Regions from separate parts of the Rattus norvegicus genome. Here region 1 is linked to region 2. Evidence: chromatin contacts called from public Hi-C data. All regions are on one chromosome and are shown on one strand. Each heading gives the region's core, a stretch centred on a gene start, on an enhancer-like site or on the middle of the called end of the contact. The rest is flanking DNA. Distances are from core to core; before and after follow the strand shown. Region 1 overlaps Dtna (dystrobrevin, alpha). Region 2 holds the start of Dtna (dystrobrevin, alpha).

Region 1 (4,000 bases), core at 736-3,235, 48 kb before region 2:
TAGGGCTAAAATAAATTGTTTATGTACATTAGGATTTAGAAGCAATTTTCTCCTTCTAATTCTTTCATTCTTTCTTTCTGTTTTTGGTTTTTTTCTTTTCTTCCTCTCTCTCTCTCTCTCTCTCTCTCTCTCTCTCTCTCTCTCTCTCTCTCTCTTTCTGAGACAGGGCTGTATAGCCCTGGCAGTCCTGGACCTCATTCTGTAGACCATAATGGCCTCCAACTCACAGAGATCCCCCTGCCTCTGCCCCCTGAGGGCTAAAATTAAAGATGTGCATCACCACACACCCAGATTAGAACTGAATTCTTATTTTACAGTAAGAAAACTGTTGTTCTTTGATAGCCCATCTCCTGAAGCTATTTCACTAGAAAGGACACTATTTTAGCAGAACCCACAACTTGACTCTACATGCTAACTGTCTGTTCTTAAGTGACATGGGAACAGATACCTGTAACAGTCAGATGCAGCAGCATTTCCGTCAGGGCCTGATATTGAATCTCGAAGACCAGGAAAGGTTCATCTCATTCTCGAAAAATGGACAGTAAAGCCACAGGCCAAGAAACTGAATTTTCATTCTATTTTGAGGTAGAGATATTGGTTACGAGTCCAGGGCATGACTAAGAGTGTCTAAAAGGGACACGATCTAATTACCATCATTGCTATAAAAAGATCATGTTCCGAGGAGGAAAACACAGTCAAGGCAGGTGTGGTAAGGCCACGCAGAGAGAAGCACACACTTGCTCCCCAGCCTCTGAGCCCATCCACATACTGGGGCTTCACACTTGGCGTAGAAGGTACAACTGAGTCTTTGGATGTTGGCAGAGGTCCTTCTTTTGTTTCATGGTCTAAGTCTAATGCTTGGAAGATCAAAGCTTCTCTTCAATAATACTGTTTTTAGGAGGTCCTTTCCTCTTCTGTGCCAGGTGCCAGAAAGTGGTGTGACACAGATCTATACAGTAACAAGTCTCAAAGGTAGTAACCACGTGACTCTGGGGTCCCTCTGTGCAAGTGACTTTATTCAATCGTCACGGGATCTTTTTATTTTCCTTTACAGTGAATTTCTATATTTGCATGTTTGCGTGTATGTGGTGCTTGCAGATCACGTAGAGCTGGAACTACAAGTGGCTGCGAGCCATCCAAAGTGGGTTCTGGGAATTGTTCCCGAGTCCTCTGGCAGAGCGGGAACCACCTGCTGATCCAGTTCCTCAGCTCCAAGGGCTCTTTGTATAACACGGTGACAAGTGCCCAGTGGAGTTAAGCAAAATATGCAAATACCTGTCCAGAATGCTGAGCAACACCTTAGAATTTGTCTGCAGGCTGATGCCATGTTTGTGTCTTAGTATATCTACTTCCACATACAAACTGACGTCAGCATAACCAACGGAAGTTAAGATTCTCCTCACAGTCTATGTGTTAGATTAGAAGCAGCACAGGATTGCAGTGAGACCGCTGGGTGACTAGAGAGAGCTGGGAGAAAAAAAAACACAAACAAACAAAAAACCCACAAACAAACAAACAAACAAACAAAAAACCCACAAACAAGCAAAGATTGTAAAGATTCTAAAAAAGAACTTAAATCCGAATAAAAATTAATCTGTGATATATATGGAAGAGAAAAGGAGGGACATCCCAATAGTCGAGAATTGAAAAGGCAAGATTGTAAGTATTATTTAAAAAAATAATAATAAAAACTATTTTATAAAAATCCTTATTTCTGCAACATTTTTCTCTAGAGCACAACAGGCAATTAAAGAATATTCTCCGCTCTTTTCTAGCTAAAATAGTGCATTTAAGGTGAAAATTATTCACATAAACTATTTAAAATTGGAACAACATTTAACACATGTAAATGTCTTTGGCAGAGAGTCCCGGAAATTAGGCTCTATCTTTAGTAGAATGAAGGAAGGAACACGCCGGAAGCATTTCTTTGGCCACAGCCTCAGCATCCCTCCAGGAAACCTGCCAGGACTTTGCAGCATGTGGACCCATGAGAAGCCGCTACATTTATCTCTGAGCTCATGCTAGTCTTTTATCCAAACCAGCACACCACCTTAAAAGCTAATGCGCAGAGAGGAAACAACAGTAGCTTTGGGAAATCACAATGAAGTCTGCTTTCAGGATGGTAAAAGCAGACAGATAAATCCGTGACTGAAGGACCGGAAGTGGGGCGGAGCGGACCGGACACAGGAGGCTACCCAGAAAAACTTCAATAGCAACGTGTGAATCACAAGAACCGAGCCTGGAAGAGCAGAGCACTGGCTTCAAGAATAAATTTTAACAATGGTACAATCTGTTGATCATTTCCTAAAATTGAAGCAAAAAATAAAAACAGGCTTAAACAATACCATGTTTGCAAGATATAAAAGATGGTTCAATTATGTTCTAATAGATGTGTGTGTGTGTGTGTGTGTGTGTGTGTGTGTGTGTGTGCGCGCGCGCGCGTGCGTGCATGCTTGCATGTGTCCGCACGCGCGCACGCAAGTAGAATTCCTGAGAGGTCAGAATAAGGTGTTGGCTGCCCCGGGGCTGGAGGAAGTTGTGAGCCACCCGATAAGGGGCAGGTGACTAAGCTGGCTCCTTCTGTGACAGCTCTCTAGTCTCAAAAATGTACCAGTAAAGATAAAATTTTAATAAAAACATTTTAAAGGTAGTTTGGGGGTTATATTTGTCTACAGGACCCTTCAATGTAATTATTTACTAATTTAATTTACTATTTATTTATTTATTTATTTATTTATTTATTTATTTATTTGGTTCTTTTTTTCGGAGCTGGGGACCGAACCCAGGGCCTTGCGCTTCCTAGGTAAGCGCTCTACCACTGAGCTAAATCCCCAGCCCCTACTATTTATTTTTTAATTTGAGATTTTTGAGACAAGTTCTCATGCAGTCCAGGCTGACCTCAAAGTTACTATGTAGCTGGCGTCTTGATGCTGAACTCCTTTTTTTTTTTTTTTTTTTTTTTTTTTTTTTTTATTAACTTGAGTATTTCTTATATACATTTCGAGTGTTATTCCCTTTCCCGGTTCCCGGCAAACATCCCCCTCCCCCCTCCCCTTCTTTATGGGTGTTCCCCTCCCCATCCTCCCCGCCTTGCCGCCCTCCCCCCAACAATCTAGTTCACTGGGGGTTCAGTCTTAGCAGGACCCAGGGCTTCCCCTTCCACTGGTGCTCTTACCAGGATATTCATTGCTACCTATGAGGTCAGAGTCCAGGGTCAGTCCATGTATAGTCTTTAGGTAGTGGCTTAGTCCCTGGAAGCTCTGGTTGATGCTGAACTCCTGATCCGCAGGTCTCCTTCTTCTAAGTGCTGTAATTACCAGTGTAAACTATGGCCTGCCCCAATCCCCTTCCTCTAGCAAAGAAAAATGAAGTCAAGTTCACTCTCAGACGCTCTGTTTCCCTGCAACACTCTGCCTGCTGTTCCCTCTGCCTGGAAACATGCCCATCATGCATCTCTTTTGGTTGCTAACTCCTATCTTCAGACACTGTTAAAATCTGTTAACATCTTTCAGAATATACAAGCTATAGTGCAGATTAGAGAAAATTATTCTTTTTAATATAGCAATGTCTACATTATGTAAAAAAATATCTAAGGAGGAAACAAGCTTGAGAGATTTGGGCATGGACAGTGTTCTCTCTAAGTGTCAAAGTGACAAAAATTAACGTGTCTGGTTGACAACTCCAGCAATGTGCACTAAGAACTCTTAAAGGTGACACATTTGAAAACATAGTTAAATATGTACTATACATTAACATATGCCGTATGTACAGGGGCCCGAGAAGGAATGTGATGAGCTGTTTAGAACGCTACATCTTTTTATATTTACTGCAATAAAGGGCTCATTGTGCAGCGGTCTGAGCACTCTGGCAAGCCCCGGGAACACTGAAAACAGTAATGCCTGATACATTTTATATCCATATTAGGCCGAAGACAAAAGGCTGGATGAAAATCATGATGTCCTCTTCTGACTCTGAAGCGAGGCACTGGATTGTGTATTTC
Region 2 (4,240 bases), core at 1,146-3,645:
CACTTCTTTGCAGGAAACCATCATCCTAGCTAGGTCTCTGATTACCCCTACAAGTGATTTCTACAACACATTCATTTATTCATTTTGAAGTAGAAATAGCCCGTGTTACATGAACTTGCAGTGAGCCTGCCAACTCTGACTCCCAAATGCTGGAATTATAGGTTCGTGCTATCAGGTTCAATGAATGATTTTCAAGATACATTTTCAACACAAAGCGAAGTTATGTCATGTATTAAGGAGACAAGACACTGAACGTGGAGATATGACAGGCAATAATAACAGAGACCTACCTATAATCAGCAGACACATATCATCAGGCAACAACCTTCACCATGTCCAAAGGAAGCCAATCCAAGCTTTCTACCTCATTATGGAACAAGAAACTCTAACAGTGACCCAACAGTGATGGACCCATATTTAATCCCCCATCAGTATTGGACACATTGTTAAAGATTCTTATATGTTAAACATTTCGACCTTGAAGTTCTTTTAATGTATAGAAAATCAAAAGGCAAATCTCAATATAGCAAGAATTAAATAGCGATCTACCTGAGCCAGGTGGATAGATGATGGTTCGTGTATACGCATCTCTGCCTGAAATGCATTCTGCTTCGTACAGTCACAGATTTATGCCGGTCTCATTCTTAATGTAGCTGTTTAGGACACAGTATTACCAGCCATTGGGAAATGACTAGGAAGAAACTGCTAAGTTACTGTCTGTTTATAGGGAATGGAGAATACCTTGCAATTTGTGCAATTTAATGGGTTAATTCTGAGGGTCACTAAATGCTAGCTACAATTTAACAAACTGCCCGAACTCTCCTAAGGATAAATATTTCTAACAAAACACATTTACAATCCATAGAGGACGGCTTTAAAGCACTCTGGGCATGTTCTTCCTCACAGACAGGTCTTGGGCACTGAGCCGCCACCTTTCTTAGGACCTTGAAGGAGAGGGAGGCTAGGAGGCAAACTGGGCACACCAGGCTGCTCAGACCATTTCTGGGCTCTGCTAATTTCGTATTTTGTTTGTTCTTGCTACACTGCTCAGCACTCCTAAGTACAGCTCTGTCCTTACAACGCCTACCTTTTTAGGCTCAGAAGGGCAACATCCTGACACCCTACATCACTTCTTATTATCAGGGTTGTATGGTGGAGCCATGTTAAACCATTCACTGCCTGCCTCTATTTCGGTCTGCTCTACTTGGCAGAGCCAACCCAGGCTAGTTACACAGAACACTGCTCAGTCCCACATTCTGTCGGGAGAGCGTCAGCACGCTTATTTTCCCCATATAAAGGAGAATATCCAATTCACGCCATGCACTCTGTGACTATTATGGACAATATTTATTCAGGAGGAATGCTGTGTGAGTTTGGGAAAGCTGTCGCTAAGAGGAGAGGGAGAGGTCGCTTGACCAAAAAGAAACAAAACCTATACATGGGCAAAAATGAGGGACTTGAAGTTTGCCCTTCTCCTTGGGATTGGGACATTTAAATAGCCAAAACACAACGTGGCAATTGTAAATTTAATGACTTCTTTCCCTCCCTCCTCTCTTCTGGAGCTCTTTCTAATCAGAACGCCCCCATTCACTTAGCAGATACCAGCTCCTTTTGAGAGGAACTGCTTAGAATTAATGAGGTAATGCCCCAAAACAACTGCTATTAATACATTGTTTTCGTTTCTAGAGGCTGCCTGCGTTTTCTCTGCCACCTCTTCAAAGATGGGTTACTTTCTAATGGTCTTAGAGCACCAAGAGAAAAGAGCTCTCTGTTTTATTTTTTGTTTGTTTATTTGTTTGTTTTGTTTTGAAACATTTTTTTGTCTTCATCATCTACATTCGAATACAGTGCCATCTCAGAGAAACTGTACTCCACTTTACGGAGCATTCTTCCCCATGATTCTTAACTCCTCCATAAGCCTTTGGTGCTTGAGGGTTAACGGGAAAGAACAAGCCTACAGGCTTCACTGAAGTTACAACTCTGAAATGCAAACTTGAAAAGAGCCTCACACAAGCACCGGGTTTCCTTCTGCCACTCAGAATGCCCAAGGCCACCAACTTCCAGAGAGAAAAGTAGCGTCATCCAGACACAACAAAATCTCCCTGATCTTTCATTCATACCAACTATAGAGCAAAAGTCAACATCCACCTTCCCAGAGACGCACCGCACCTCCACGTCCCGGTGTTCTCACTTACCCTGGATCAGGTACAGCATCCCCTCTTCAACCCTTTTAGTGCCCGTTCATCTAGAGCACACAGTGATTGCTAGCAAGTTCCTGGGAGAACAGATTTAGCCAAATTGCTAATTACCCCTGAGATCATAACCAACTCTGAAATTCTAGAGAGAGACAGGAGTTTAAAAACCCGGCTTCCAGTTTCTGGCGTCCACAGTGTCTATCTTTAACTTGAAAACGATTTGGTTTCACATTCCACTCAAGTCCCACTGGCAGATGCCTTTGGTAAACTCACCAATGGCAGGCTTTCAAAGGTCTCCCTCGGCCCCTCCCTCCCAGGGTGCTTCCGCCCATTTATTCTAAAGCTGGTTTACTCAGCTGTCCTTTTACCTGTCTCCTCGTGGGTGAAAGGAACTGCGTTCATTGAAGGCTATTAAAGAAACCTTTGCGAGCTGAAGATCAGCTGAGGACTCGCTGGCTTCCCCTGCCATCACCCCACCCCCACCACACGGCCAGAAACCAACTGACTTCCAAACTTGGCTGCCTGAAAAAGAATGTCCTCTGATTGGCATTCCTGGAGGCAGAGAGCCAGGCAGCCAGAGCTTGGCAAATGGCTTCCCGGAGACGGAGATACATAACACAAACAAGGAACTTTCCTGGATTTTTATTTCAGTTTAAGGAAACTCCAAAGACTATGTTCAAACATTAAAGATATTTTGGTTGAAGCTCATGCTTATGGCTTTTTTTCCCTTCTACCTGCTTGTCGTTTTACTCAGAATGACTAGGGCTACAGAGAAAGAACAAGATAGCAGAACATTATCGAACATGGAATAAACCTTGTTTGGGGACTCATTAGAAAAGGAAAAGAGCCACAAATGCCACTTCACATGGTCCTAAGGACAACAGGCCAATCGGTGGATTGCCCGAGAATAAGAATAAATGCTTATAGGAACTGTGGATGAACTGACCCTTTGGCTTTTGTTTTACACTCCAAGCTGCAAAGGGAGAACAGGGAAGAAACACTTGTTTTTCCCAGGAAGGCTTCTCTTTTCAGGGTTGTCTTAGAACACTTTAGCACATGTTGGGAAAGAAAGTGGTGTGTGTGTGTGTGTGTGTGTGTGTGTGTGTGTGTGAAAGGAAACTAAGTGTCCTATTTTGCTTTCAATTGCTATGATAAACACAACCGTCCAAACTAATCTGGTGAGGAAAAGGTTTGTTCGGCTCACGTGACCCAACCACAGTCTGTTTTTGAGAGAAGTCAATGAAGGAACTCACAGAAACCTGGAGGTAGAGCCCTGGAGGGATGCTGCTGACTGGCTAGCTCCCCACCCCTTGCTCAGCCTGCTTTCTTATTTCATCTAATACTAACTGCCCTGGGAGGGCAGTGCCTACAAGAGTTAGGTCCTTCCACATCAATCCTTAGTCAAGCCCCACAGATTTGCCTACAAGCCAATCTGACGGTGAAAATTCCTCGGTGGACATTTTGTTTTCCATGACTCTATCATGTGTCAAGTTGGTTAGCAGCAGCAGCAGCAGCAGCAGCAGCAGCAGCAGCAGCAGCAGCAACAACAACAATAACAACAACTAAACAAAAGAAAACCCAACCAAGCAAAACAACTCATCAGCCCACTGTGTGAACAGATTTGCTAGGGAACAAAACCCATTCATCAAACAGAGCCCGACAAGGACGAGTCATAGGCAAGTCTCTCTAACCCATACAGAACCTGTGCTTAGCATTCACTTGTTGGCCACTGGGTTCCAAAGATGATCTGCTACTGAAACCAGGCCTCCTTTTGTTCAGAGTAGTGTGTGTAGAACATGGGACTCGATGGACCATGCAGCCTCTTCAAAGGCCTGGTGAAGACACTGGAACGTTGGTGGCTGCGTGAGTCACGGGATGAAGCGTTGCGGTCTTGGCAACTGTTAGCTGGTTGGGATCACAGCAGCAGTGTGGCTGCAGCTGCTCCTTGGGACCCACAGGGCTATCTCAGAACATATTCAATGGCAAATGCTCGATCCTAGGAGACAACTTTCCGATTCAACCAACTAATTTCCCTGGGTTTAGAT

Evidence for each region. Hi-C and Micro-C count contacts between places; a contact is called where the count stands out from the background.
Region 1: a Hi-C map of psoas muscle shows a contact between it and region 2, with 2.2 times the contacts expected there. The contact joins the enhancer-like site here to the promoter of Dtna in region 2. A contact is called at or near these places in 2 of 12 Hi-C or Micro-C datasets (hepatocytes and psoas muscle).

Annotation. Positions count from the first base shown.
Region 1 is chr18:15,007,911-15,011,910 of GRCr8, reverse strand. The region is part of intron 1 of Dtna (dystrobrevin, alpha); the gene reads right to left. Among named protein-coding and RNA genes, the nearest start is that of Dtna, 48 kb to the right of the region's middle. Within about 2 kb of position 1,985, at least 13 of the 93 cell types and tissues checked have an H3K27ac peak or open chromatin away from gene starts, as enhancers often do.
Region 2 is chr18:14,960,190-14,964,429 of GRCr8, reverse strand. Dtna (dystrobrevin, alpha) reads right to left here and starts at 2,395. Exons shown (of 21, transcript NM_001427105.1): 1 at 2,196-2,395.